Linked DNA regions of Rattus norvegicus: region 1 is linked to region 2. Evidence: chromatin contacts called from public Hi-C data. All regions are on one chromosome and are shown on one strand. The core of a region is the stretch at or near the end of the contact, and the rest is flanking DNA. Distances in the headings are between cores, read along the strand shown.

Region 1 (5,681 bases), core at 887-3,386, 52 kb before region 2:
ATCATCATCATATCATCATCAATGTCATCATCATCATCATATCATCATCATCATCATCATCATATCATCATCAATGTCATCATCATCAATGTCATCATCATCATCATATCATCATCATCAATGTCATCATCATCATCATATCATCATCATCATCATCATCATATCATCATCATATCATCATCATCAATGTCATCATCATCATCATATCATCATCATATCATCATCATCAATGTCATCATCATCATATCATCATCATCATCATCATATCATCATCATATCATCATCATCAATGTCATCATCATCATCATATCATCATCATCAATGTCATCATCATCATATCATCATCATCATCATCAATGTCATCATCATCATATCATCATCATCAGTGTCATCATCATCATATCATCATCATCATCATCAATGTCATCATCATCATCATATCATCATCATCATCATCAATGTCATCATCATCATCATATCATCATCATCAATGTCATCATCATCATCATCATATCATCATCATCATCATCATCATCATCATCATCATCATCTTGTAAAGATGCTGAGAAATAGCTTCAGCCTCAGTGTCTCTCCTCTGAGGAAGACTTCATGTTCAGTTACTTCCCACTCCTACAGAAAGGCTCTGATTTCCAGTCGCTCCATGGTCCAAGCAAAGGCTGCAGGGGCTGGCAAGATGTCTCAGTGGTTAAGGCCATTAAGAATGTTTCCGACTCCTCTGGAGGACTGGACTTCAGTTGCCAGCACTCATGATGAACTGCCCACTACTGCCTGTAACTCCATCTCTGACTGTCTTCTTCAGCTTCCACAGGCTGGAGCAGACACACAGACACAGACACAGACACAGACACAGACACAGACACAGACACAGACACAGACACACACACACAGACACAGACACAGACACACACACACACACACACACACACACACACACACACACACACACACAGAGGGATCTCTCAGTTTCTGACTTCCTTTCTCTCCAGTATGTAGGTTCCTGGGTGTTTCTCAAACTTCCATTATGAGCAGCTACTCTAACACTAGGCTAGATGTAGCAGAAACCTGTGGGGTGCTGGAAGGGTCTCTCTGATGTTTTAAAATATCTATCAGTGAGTTGAAAAGGATTTCTCAAGAAATAGCGATACAGAGCTGTTTCAGCAAGTGGAAGATCTGTCAGCGCGTGCGTAGTAAACAGAGCTTACTGGAGAGAAAATCCAGAGTGAAATGAGACAAGTCACAGAAGCTAGCTGTCTGCAGTGTCTGCTTGCAGGAAGCAGGGGCAGTGGATTAGAGTGATGGAAACTGTGGCTTAACCAGAGAAGGTAAAGAAAGGACCCTTGGGTGCCGTAGAGATGGCTCAGGACCTAAGAGCAATTGCTTTTGCTGCAGAGGACCTGAGTTCAATTTCCAGCACCCACATGGTGGCTCACAATTACCTGCAACTCCATGGTCTCCTCCAGTCTCCAGAGGCAACCACTCACAAATACACACACATATATGTAAAGTAAAATAAACGAGGAGAGAGAGAGAGAGAGAGAGAGAGAGAGAGAGAGAGAGAGAGAGAGAGAGAGAGAGAGAGAGAGAACGAGCCAGACAGGAGGACCAGGAATTCAGAACACAACCAACCAAACAAACAACAACACGGGAGAAAAATAGATAGGGAAGGAGGGATGGAGGGAAGGAGGTAGCAGGAGGAGGAGAGGGGAGAAGGAGCAGAAGGAGAAGAATAATTTAGAGTGGAGCTTTATGGTTGGTGCACACCTGTAATTCCAGTATTTGGAAGTTCAGGGACAGTCTGGGCTACAGGAGATCCTGCCTCTAAATTGCAAATAAATAAATCTTTAAAATGTGAACAGAATGGCGGTGTTGGCTAGCTCGAAGGTCTCTTCTGGCTTCCGGAGTAGCAGCAGGAGCCAGGCCTGAAAAAAAGTGCACAGGACACCCCAGCTGCTTGGGAGGAGGGTGAGATGGCACCCAAGGAACCCGGATCGGGCCGCTGACTGCCGCGGTGAAGGCCGGAGAGCTGGGGAACAGGCAGGGCGTCTCCTGGCTGCCCGGGGCCGGGCTCCTGGGGATCCGCGCCCCTCTCCGTCTGGCTCCTCCTCCGGGGCGTCCCCGACTGCTGGCCAATGGGCGGCAGGCGCCGTGGAGCGGGAAGCAGAACGCAGGGGCCCTGCCCTCCCAGGCGCAGGGTCCCGCAGCGCCAGGTCCGCGCCCTGGAGTCGGAGCCAGGTTCCCGCGAGCCCTCGAGGTGGCCAACGTGCAGCTCCGGGGCGACAGAGCACGCTGAAGATGCAGGATGGCAGCGCGGTCGCCCGCCAGCCTCTCCTATCGCACCACGGGCTCCACCTGCCTGCACCCGCTCAGCCAGCTCCTTGGCATCCCGCTAGATCAGGTAACAGCGTCCCACCGGCCATGCAGACCGGATTGCGACCAGGTCTTCGCTCACAGCCTAGTTTACGGCCTTGAACCCTACACGTGCGAGAGCTTTTTCTTTCTCTTTTTTTCTGAGTCGGTTGCTTTTTGTGTGTGAAAACTATCGGTCCACCTATGTTAGCAAGTTGGACTGAACTTAAGTTTTGGTCTGTGATCGAATTCTTTAGAGGCGTGATTTATGAATCCAGCATCTCCCCACCAGTATAGTTAAGTCTTTGTGAGTTTTAAATTTAGGCGATCCTACTTTAAGACTAAGTCTGATCAAGCTGGGTGTGGTAGATCACGCCTTTAATCCTAGTTCTTCAGAGCCCAGGGCAGAAAAATTGCTGCGAATTCCTGTCTTCTCTGTCTAGGGTGCAGAGTGAGAAGCCTCAATCCTCAAACAAAACCAAACAAAAAGTAAAAAGCCTGACTAACCAGATGTGTAGGTATACAGTAAGGGATATGGTGATGACGTTTTTGTTTTGTTTGTTGAAACAGCATCTGGCCCTGTAGCCCAGACCGCCTTGGCACTCACTGAAGTTCAGGCTGACATAGAAGTCTCTATTTTGTCTAGGCTGGGCTAGAACTTGTGGCCATCCTCTTGCTACAGTGTTGAGATGCTTTTCTGAGGGTCTTTATTACTCAGTTCTCATTCATCCCTGTTGTGAGAAGCTGTTGTGTAGGGCAGGTCCTGGGAGGAGAGGGGATACGGGGGACTGCTCAGGAATCCCCTGCTACATTACAGGTAAAACTGGCAACGGTAACCTGGAAAGGAATCTTGCCAAAGACAGCTGGGGTGTAGTTCGGTGGTTAGAGTCCTGGAGGGTCTGGTCTGGCTGTTGGCCTCAGTACTAGGGAAAGAAAAATCTTCCTGAGGTGTGTGTAGTCTTGCATTATTTCCTTTGTGCCCTCAGGCTATCTATGTCCCCTGTGTAGGATGCTTAATGGTTTAAATGGAATCAGGCAGGACAGGTTGCAGTAAGACCCTGCTCTTTTTACTAATCTGTTTCCACTGAATTTCCCCAGTCGAGCTTCATTTGCTGGTATTGAGGCGCTTGTATTTCCAGCACTAGGGAAATGGACAGGAAGATTGCTTCAAGCCAGAGAGCTGCCTAGGCCCTGTGGAGAGTACCAAGCCAGTGTGGGCTACATAGTAAAACCCTGGCTCAAAGATGCAAAACAAAACAAAATCTCCTGTTCTTAGAGCTGTTTCCATCTTTCCTTCTGTCCATGTGTCCTCCCTCCCTCCCTCCCTCCCTCCCTCCCTCCCTCCCTCCCTCCCTCCCTCCCTCCCTCCCTCCCTTCCTTCCTTCCTTCCTTCCTTTTCATACTAGAGTTACCTGTACCTGCAGCCTCTTCTGTTTGCATTCTTTGACAATGAGGAAGTTGGACTTGGCTGTTTGCATTATTCACAGGATCGCCCTCATCCTAACTCTTAGGTTCTCATTACTGCCTTCTCATCAGTTGCCAAACCTGGAGAATCAGGAACTTGGTAGAAGTATCAGATATTAAGTCAATTACTCTTCACTTTGTCCCAGGGACCCTGGCAGGGGCAGGCACAAGAGCTAATTCCTTCATTCAGCAACTAAATGTATTTGTTGCTGAATTTCCATAGGATGAGTTCATTTTGCATTGACCTCTCTAATTTCTAGTAGAACCTATAGTAATTGAATTTGCTTTTGCATGATAATCTATCTTGCAATAATAGAAAATTTTACAATCTATTTTACAGGGTAGGCTCCCTCCCCCCCAGAAAGAAATAGATTGGTGAAGGGCAGATTGAGCAGGGGGTGCTGGTGTGTTATTAAGCCTCTGGCTGGATTCACCTCTGTCCCCAAACTCCAGAGTTTTTGTAAAAGTTACCCTGGTTTTTAGAAGAGACTTACTACTTTAAAGTGTGTGTGTGTGTGTGTGTGTGTGTGTGTGTGTGTGTGTGTGTTCATGTGTGGGTATATGTATATGAGTGCATGTGCCCACCAAGGTCAGAATAGAGTCTTGGACCCCCTGAAGCTGGAGTGCAAGCGTGTGTGAGCGCCGGATGTGGGTGCTGGGACCTGAACTGGGTGCTCTGAAGGAGCTGCCTTTGCTCTTAACCTCCGAGCCATCGATCTAGCCCCCAAAGTAGCCGTGGTTTTAACTTATGAAAAGGAAGAACAGAGTACTCCAGACATGAGGGGTCTTAGTTCAGTCCATAAATGAATTCGGATTATCATGGGATGGATGGAAAATCATAAGGAACACCTGGTGTCTCTGAGATCCTGGGTCAACCTTTCCAGCTGGGTCAGGCTGAGCAACTTGGTAGAAGTGTTAATCACATGACACCCCAAATCCCTTGTTATTAACCTGGGGGAAATCCCAAGCCATAAATAGTATGATTTGGGGGCAAACTGTGGCAGTAGGCTTGTCTTTGAAGCCTTTTCTCAGTGTCTTAAGATTTCATGTTCCTAATGGGAACAGGGGCTGTCCCAAAAGCTGTTGCCTGTACATGGGCTATGTTCCTCCAGCTGGGCTGCCTTGTCTGGCCTCACAGAGACTTGAAGTGCCAGGGGCGGGGGAGACCCAGGGAGAACCCCACTCAGAGGAGAAGAGGAGGGGGAGAGAGGAAGGATTGTGGGAGGGGTGACTGGGAGGGGGGCAGTGAGCAGGATGTAAAGAGAATAAGTAAAAAAAATAAATTAAAAGAGGACTTCATGTTCCTGTTTGTAACTTCTAGGAAATTGCATTTCTGCGATTGCCCCCGTCTCTGGGGTTCTCTGCATCAAGAACTGTATTACCGGGTTGGAGAGAAAACTGAGCAGTAGCCAGTGCTTGCTGCTCTTCCAGAGAACCTGACTTTGGTTTCCTTCCCCTGTATCAGGCCGCTCACCAACTCCAGCTCCAGAGGATCCCACGCCTTCTGCTCCACGGTCACCCACAGGCATGAGTGTGCACACATCCACATACAGATCCACATACCTACATTTACAGATGCACGCGCATGCACACACGTTCATCAAGAGAAAACAAGTCTTTACAGAAGTGTCTTATCTACAACCCCCTGGACTGTCCTCTGTGTTCTGGTTTGTGAGGGAAGCTCTGTATTGCTGGTCACCAGTGTCTGTGTACCTGTTCCTGTGGGCGATGGGAAATAGGGATGCTGTGTGCAGTTACGTCATCTATGATGGAAGCCTACAGCTTTTTCCCCTGGTGTCTTGGCTAGCCAGACAAGGAGAGACACTGCAATTCCAATGGAATACAGGAAC
Region 2 (5,016 bases), core at 1,508-4,007:
TCTTTTTAAATGCTTTCTCCCAGCTATGTGTTACAGCCGCAGGAAACTGATGTCACATAGGACCCTGGCGTCCGAGACTCAGCAGCTCTGTCACCCAGAATTCTGTCACCCAGAATGCTTACGAGGCTCAAGTCTCTTCATCCGGGAAATGAGGCATCACAATAGAGTGAGAGTGTTAAGTGTGCTCATTGGTGGACTCAGGAACCAGACTCTGAGTGGCTTCTCTTTAAGACAAGGCTTTTCTTTTTTTTTTTTTTTTGGTTCTTTTTTTCGGAGCTGGGGACCAAACCCAGGGCCTTGCGCTTCCTAGGTAAGCGCTCTACCACTGAGCTAAATCCCCAGCCCCCAAGACAAGGCTTTTCATAACCCAGGTGACCTCAGACTTGCTGTGTACCCGAGGATAGCGTTATACTCAGGGCTCTCGCAGGCACTGTATCCAGTGAGCTACACTCTCAGCCTTAGACTCCCTGGATTCAGTCCAGTATTGCTACTGACTTTCTGGTGTGTGAACTTTTCATGAATTTCTTAAATACTTCAAATATCCTCAGAGTTGTGAAGATGAAAGACTTATTTAGACAGGAAAGAGGACGGAGCCAAGCTATGGCCATGTGCCTGGTGCCATAAATGCTTGCCGCACTGTCATTATTACTGGGTATCATTGGCTCCTTGTACTGGCTCACAGTGCAGGGAATTCTGTTTTCAGAGGAGCTGGATGACAGTGTGTTTGAAAACAGGGTTCTTTAGATCTTACAGGTCCTGAATTCTACTCATTCTTCTTAATCTACTAAGCCAAGGGATATAAATATAGGACTTCTGGGTAGGCTATCCTCGTCCTGAGTAAGGAGACAGGATGACCATTTGGGACCATTGTATCAGTTTTTAAAGGGTTTTCATTCTGGGTTGTAACTAATACAATATTTTCAGGACACTGCAAGCCCTAAGTCTTCCTGTGCAATTTCAACTATAACCAAGTGTGTGTAGGTTGTTTCTCTGAGAATTAGGAGGGATAGTCTCTTCTTACTCAGAACTGCTGAAGGAGACTTGAGATCTGAGAATATACACCCTGGGGACTTGGAGAGTTCCACTCAAAAACCAGTCACTGGCAAGGACTTTTAGCTCTGGTAGTATTACTTCCAGTTCTCCCTGGACAGCACTGGTGTCTTGACAGGTGACGAGGAGCCTCGGTTTAACTCAGAGTGCTACCAGATAGCCGTGTTTTCCTTTCCCGGGCAGTGGCTGACAGTCTTTGAGATGATTAGATAGTGCAGGTGAGTCACTTTGAGTGGCAACTGACATTGTTGAGCCCCTGATCTATAACATGCTCCAATAAATGCTGATTGTTAGGTTGGGGAGATGGCTCAGTAGATAGACTGCTTGCTACATCAGCATGGAGAGAGCCGGGCTCTGTCTTCAGGAAGCCATTTAAGACGTGTGAGTTGTGCCCGCTATGGTCTCAGTGCTGGAGGACTGAGACAGGTAAATCCCTGGGACTGCTGGCTAGCTGCTTAGGCAAATTGGTGAGTTCCAGGTTCAATGAGAGACTCTCGTTCTGGAAAGATAGGGTGGGTCGTGACAGAGGAAGACACTAGATGGATACCAGTGCTCATACACATACACGAATACACGCATCTTTAAAAAGGCTTGCCAATGCTTTCTTTTAAAACAGGGGCCAAAGGACAGTGAACGTTTCCAAAATGAACAAACCTAGAATGAACTATCAAATTTTCGACAGGGATAGTAGCATCCAAGCAGGGCCGGCCGCTGGGTGGCCCCGTTGGTGGTCATTTTTGTTGTATCCTCTAGATAGCTGGCTCCAGGTTACGATGGGACCCATAGCATCCCCTGAAGCCGTGGCTTTGGGCTCTGCCTACGTTCTGCCTTCTGAGGTAAGAACAGAGATGTGAACTCACAGGTTTGAGAAGAGGCTTTTACTGGGCAGTGTTACAGGTTAGATTCCCATGCTGAAGTGGTAACCCCTGTGTCTGAGAATGTGGCCATGTTTGGAGATGGTTTTTGAAGAGACGGTGATGAGGTCGGGCCATATGAAATCTAATGTAGCTGCTGTCCTTATATGGAAAATCAATTCCGATAGACAGAAGATTATGTGAGGACACAGAGCAATGGCCTATAGACATCACTATAGGTAGCCAGCAGAGTTGCTCGAGAGGTATGCTTGGCAGAGGATGCTGGGACTGAGATGGTCGGCGAGAGGCATGCGACCTCTGTGGACGTTGCTGTGACTTTAGCCGTTGCACTTCACAGTGTTGCTCACTGTCTCCCCGTGTCTCGGGACGCAGGCCAGTGCATATAGCTCTCAGGATCCTTAGCCTGGTAGTCAGAATCATTGTCCTCCGCTTGTCGTAAGCACTCAATAAAAGACATTTATGTTCAGGATGAGAGGAGATATCAATTGAGAGTTTGCTGGGTTGTAAAATCATGCACATTGATTATCCATCTTTAATAACATTTGCTTGTCCTCGGGCAGTGGAGAAAAATGGGCTCTTTGGAGATTTAAAACCATGGCTCGCTGACATTCTGAGGCGCTGGGAATAAGGCTCTCTTTGAAAGTGAAAGTGGAAAGAAGCTAAAGGGTGTGGGACAGACACTTTTTGTTCTGTGGAACAGAAGGGAATCACAGTTTGGGTTCCCTTCTGCTTTTTTCCCCCTCCTTTGGGAGACGGGGGTGCAGTGTAAGGCGAGAGAGCACTGTTTGTGGTGGAAAATGACTTTCCCTTGAGTCAGGGCCCGTCCAATCACGCTGGTTCCTTCTGGTGCACACAAAGCAGTGCTGCTGCTGTCCCAGGTCTGCCCTCTCACCTGCCCCGCCGTGGTGCACCAACAAAGGAGGAGGGGGAAGTGTTTCGGACTGTTGATATTTGCTGTTAAAATTAGCGTGCTAGCCTCTCTTCAATTAGGAGGACGGTAATATTTTTTAGGTCCTGACACAGTTTGCTTTCAGTTGGAAGCCATGAAGACCATGAGACAGAAATCCCCAAATAACAGCTTTCTGGCAGAGTTTGAGAATAGCAGGGGAGGGGGCGGTATTTATGAGCCACGTTTGAACATCGCAGCTCAGCGCACCCTGGGCTGGTGGAATAACACACGGTGACTCGGAAATCTTGCAAAGGCTGTAGAAACTGAGCGTGCGCTGGATCTGAGTTGTGCCAGCCCAGCTAGTGTTTGGGAATCTGATCAACCAAACAGCTGGTCTCTACATTGCCTTTGTACAGTGGGGTCCACACAACACCACAATTGTGGGAACATTGTCGTTAGAACTCAAGAATGAAACTGCAGCCCCCGGCATGCCTCTGGAGGCCACAGCAGTCATGCCTCTGTGGGCTGCAGCAGTGGAAAAGAAAATATCCTGCCAGTGTTCTTTGTAATTGCGAAGGATTTAATAAAGAATATCACAATGTGTGCAGGCACATAGTTTTTATCCATGCTTCCTCTAAGAGGTGGGGTTTAATTTTGGGGGGATTTGGTGTATATTGTATCCTTTTCACAAAGACAAACTTTTTGAATGAAAAATTTAAAAACAAAACAAAACAAAAAACACACAAAAAAACCTTTCTCCTTTCCAGTCCCCTTTCTGGAAACTGCCTTGACTTTTAGGTTTGTCTCTGCCTCGGATTTGTAAAACTCATCTGGGAGCTGAAAACCCAGATTGGATTCAGGGCTGTGTTGCCTCTTGGTGCAGAAGGAGCTTGGCCTACCATGTGAATGTTGAGTGGGAGAGAGACTGGGGACCGGGCTGGCAGGAAGAAGCTGGGGAGGTCCCTTTGAAACAGCCTCAGTAGTTGGTGAATTCATCCTGTCCTCCCCTCATGCACGTGCTAATTTTGGTAGTGTAGACTAATAGAGACCTCACGCACTGCTTCAAGTGGCCGTGGATGTTAGCTTTAGTCCAAAGATGACTTTAGGTGATAGTGAAATACCAAGGATGGCAGGCAGGAAGGACAGCGTGCGGTTCTTGCTACAACTGGAGATGGATCTAGAAGATGCGGGAACCCAGTGAAGTTTGGGCAAGCCCAGAACTTTCGTTAGTTCAGACAGTACTTTACAGCCACTTTCCAGCTTTATCCTTTTTGTTTCGTTTTCTTTCGGTTTGGTTTTGAGATAATAGGGTCTCTCTATGTAGCTTGGCTGGTTCTGAAACATACCATACTAGATTCAAGATTGTGCTACTAATCCTCCTGCCTCAGCCTCCCAGATGCTGGAAAGGTACACACACACACACACACACACACACACACACACACACACACCATTATACCTGGCTGGTTTGTGTCATTGGTTATTTAGCCCTTTGAAAGCTTTCTTTTTCATTCATAGCAGTGTTTCAAAGTGGATTATGATGGGGTAAAGGAGCACACAAACACATTATGTTACTCACATAAACATGTTACTGGATCCCACATACAAAGTGCCCTGACTCAGTAGGTCTGGGACACCAGAGAAGGTACATTTTTAACTGGATTCCAGGCACTTCGGTTGCTACTGTCCTGAGGACTGCTCCAAAGAATACTGCTGTATACCCTGAATCATTTCTCATCTACAAGTGCTCCACATTTCCTGGCCAAACAGAAGGAATGGAACAAATTGTAGGCTGGTTTCTGGGCCAAGAGTCAGTCAGTCAGTCAGTCAGTCAGTCAGTCAGTCAGTCAGTCAGTCTGTCTGTCTCTCTCTCTCTCTCTCTCTCTCTCTCTCTCTCTCTCTCACACACACACACACACACACACCCCTTTTCATTTGTTTAGACAGGATCTTATGTTCCCTGTGGCTGGCCTTGAACTAGCAATCCTCCTGCCTCAGCTCCCCTCTGCTAGAGTTATAAGAGTGCTCTCCCACTCCAGATTCTCACTATGGTGTGCCAGTTGTTGGTTGTTCATTTAGCCTGGATTAGAAGAGGGTCAAAGCTTGCAGAGTAGGCTTTTAGGTCCTTTTCTCTGGGTCTTTTAAGTGAAGGAGGAGTCCAGTGGGAACAGGTGTATTTGAGTGTCTGGTGAAATTGAATAT

What was found. Hi-C and Micro-C count contacts between places; a contact is called where the count stands out from the background.
Region 1: a Hi-C map of liver shows a contact between it and region 2, with 1.7 times the contacts expected there. The contact joins the promoter of Mboat1 here to the enhancer-like site in region 2. A contact is called at or near these places in 4 of 12 Hi-C or Micro-C datasets (Schwann cells, kidney, liver and 1 more).

What each region holds. Positions count from the first base shown.
Region 1 is chr17:34,650,153-34,655,833 of GRCr8, reverse strand. It overlaps Mboat1 (membrane bound O-acyltransferase domain containing 1), which reads left to right and starts at 2,136. Exons shown (of 13, transcript NM_001109120.1): 1 at 2,136-2,416. The coding sequence starts at 2,321.
Region 2 is chr17:34,599,047-34,604,062 of GRCr8, reverse strand. The region is part of intron 1 of Mboat1 (membrane bound O-acyltransferase domain containing 1); the gene reads left to right. Among named protein-coding and RNA genes, the nearest start is that of Mboat1, 52 kb to the left of the region's middle. Within about 2 kb of position 2,757, at least 13 of the 93 cell types and tissues checked have an H3K27ac peak or open chromatin away from gene starts, as enhancers often do. A contact at or near this core is called in Schwann cells and liver, where this site is marked.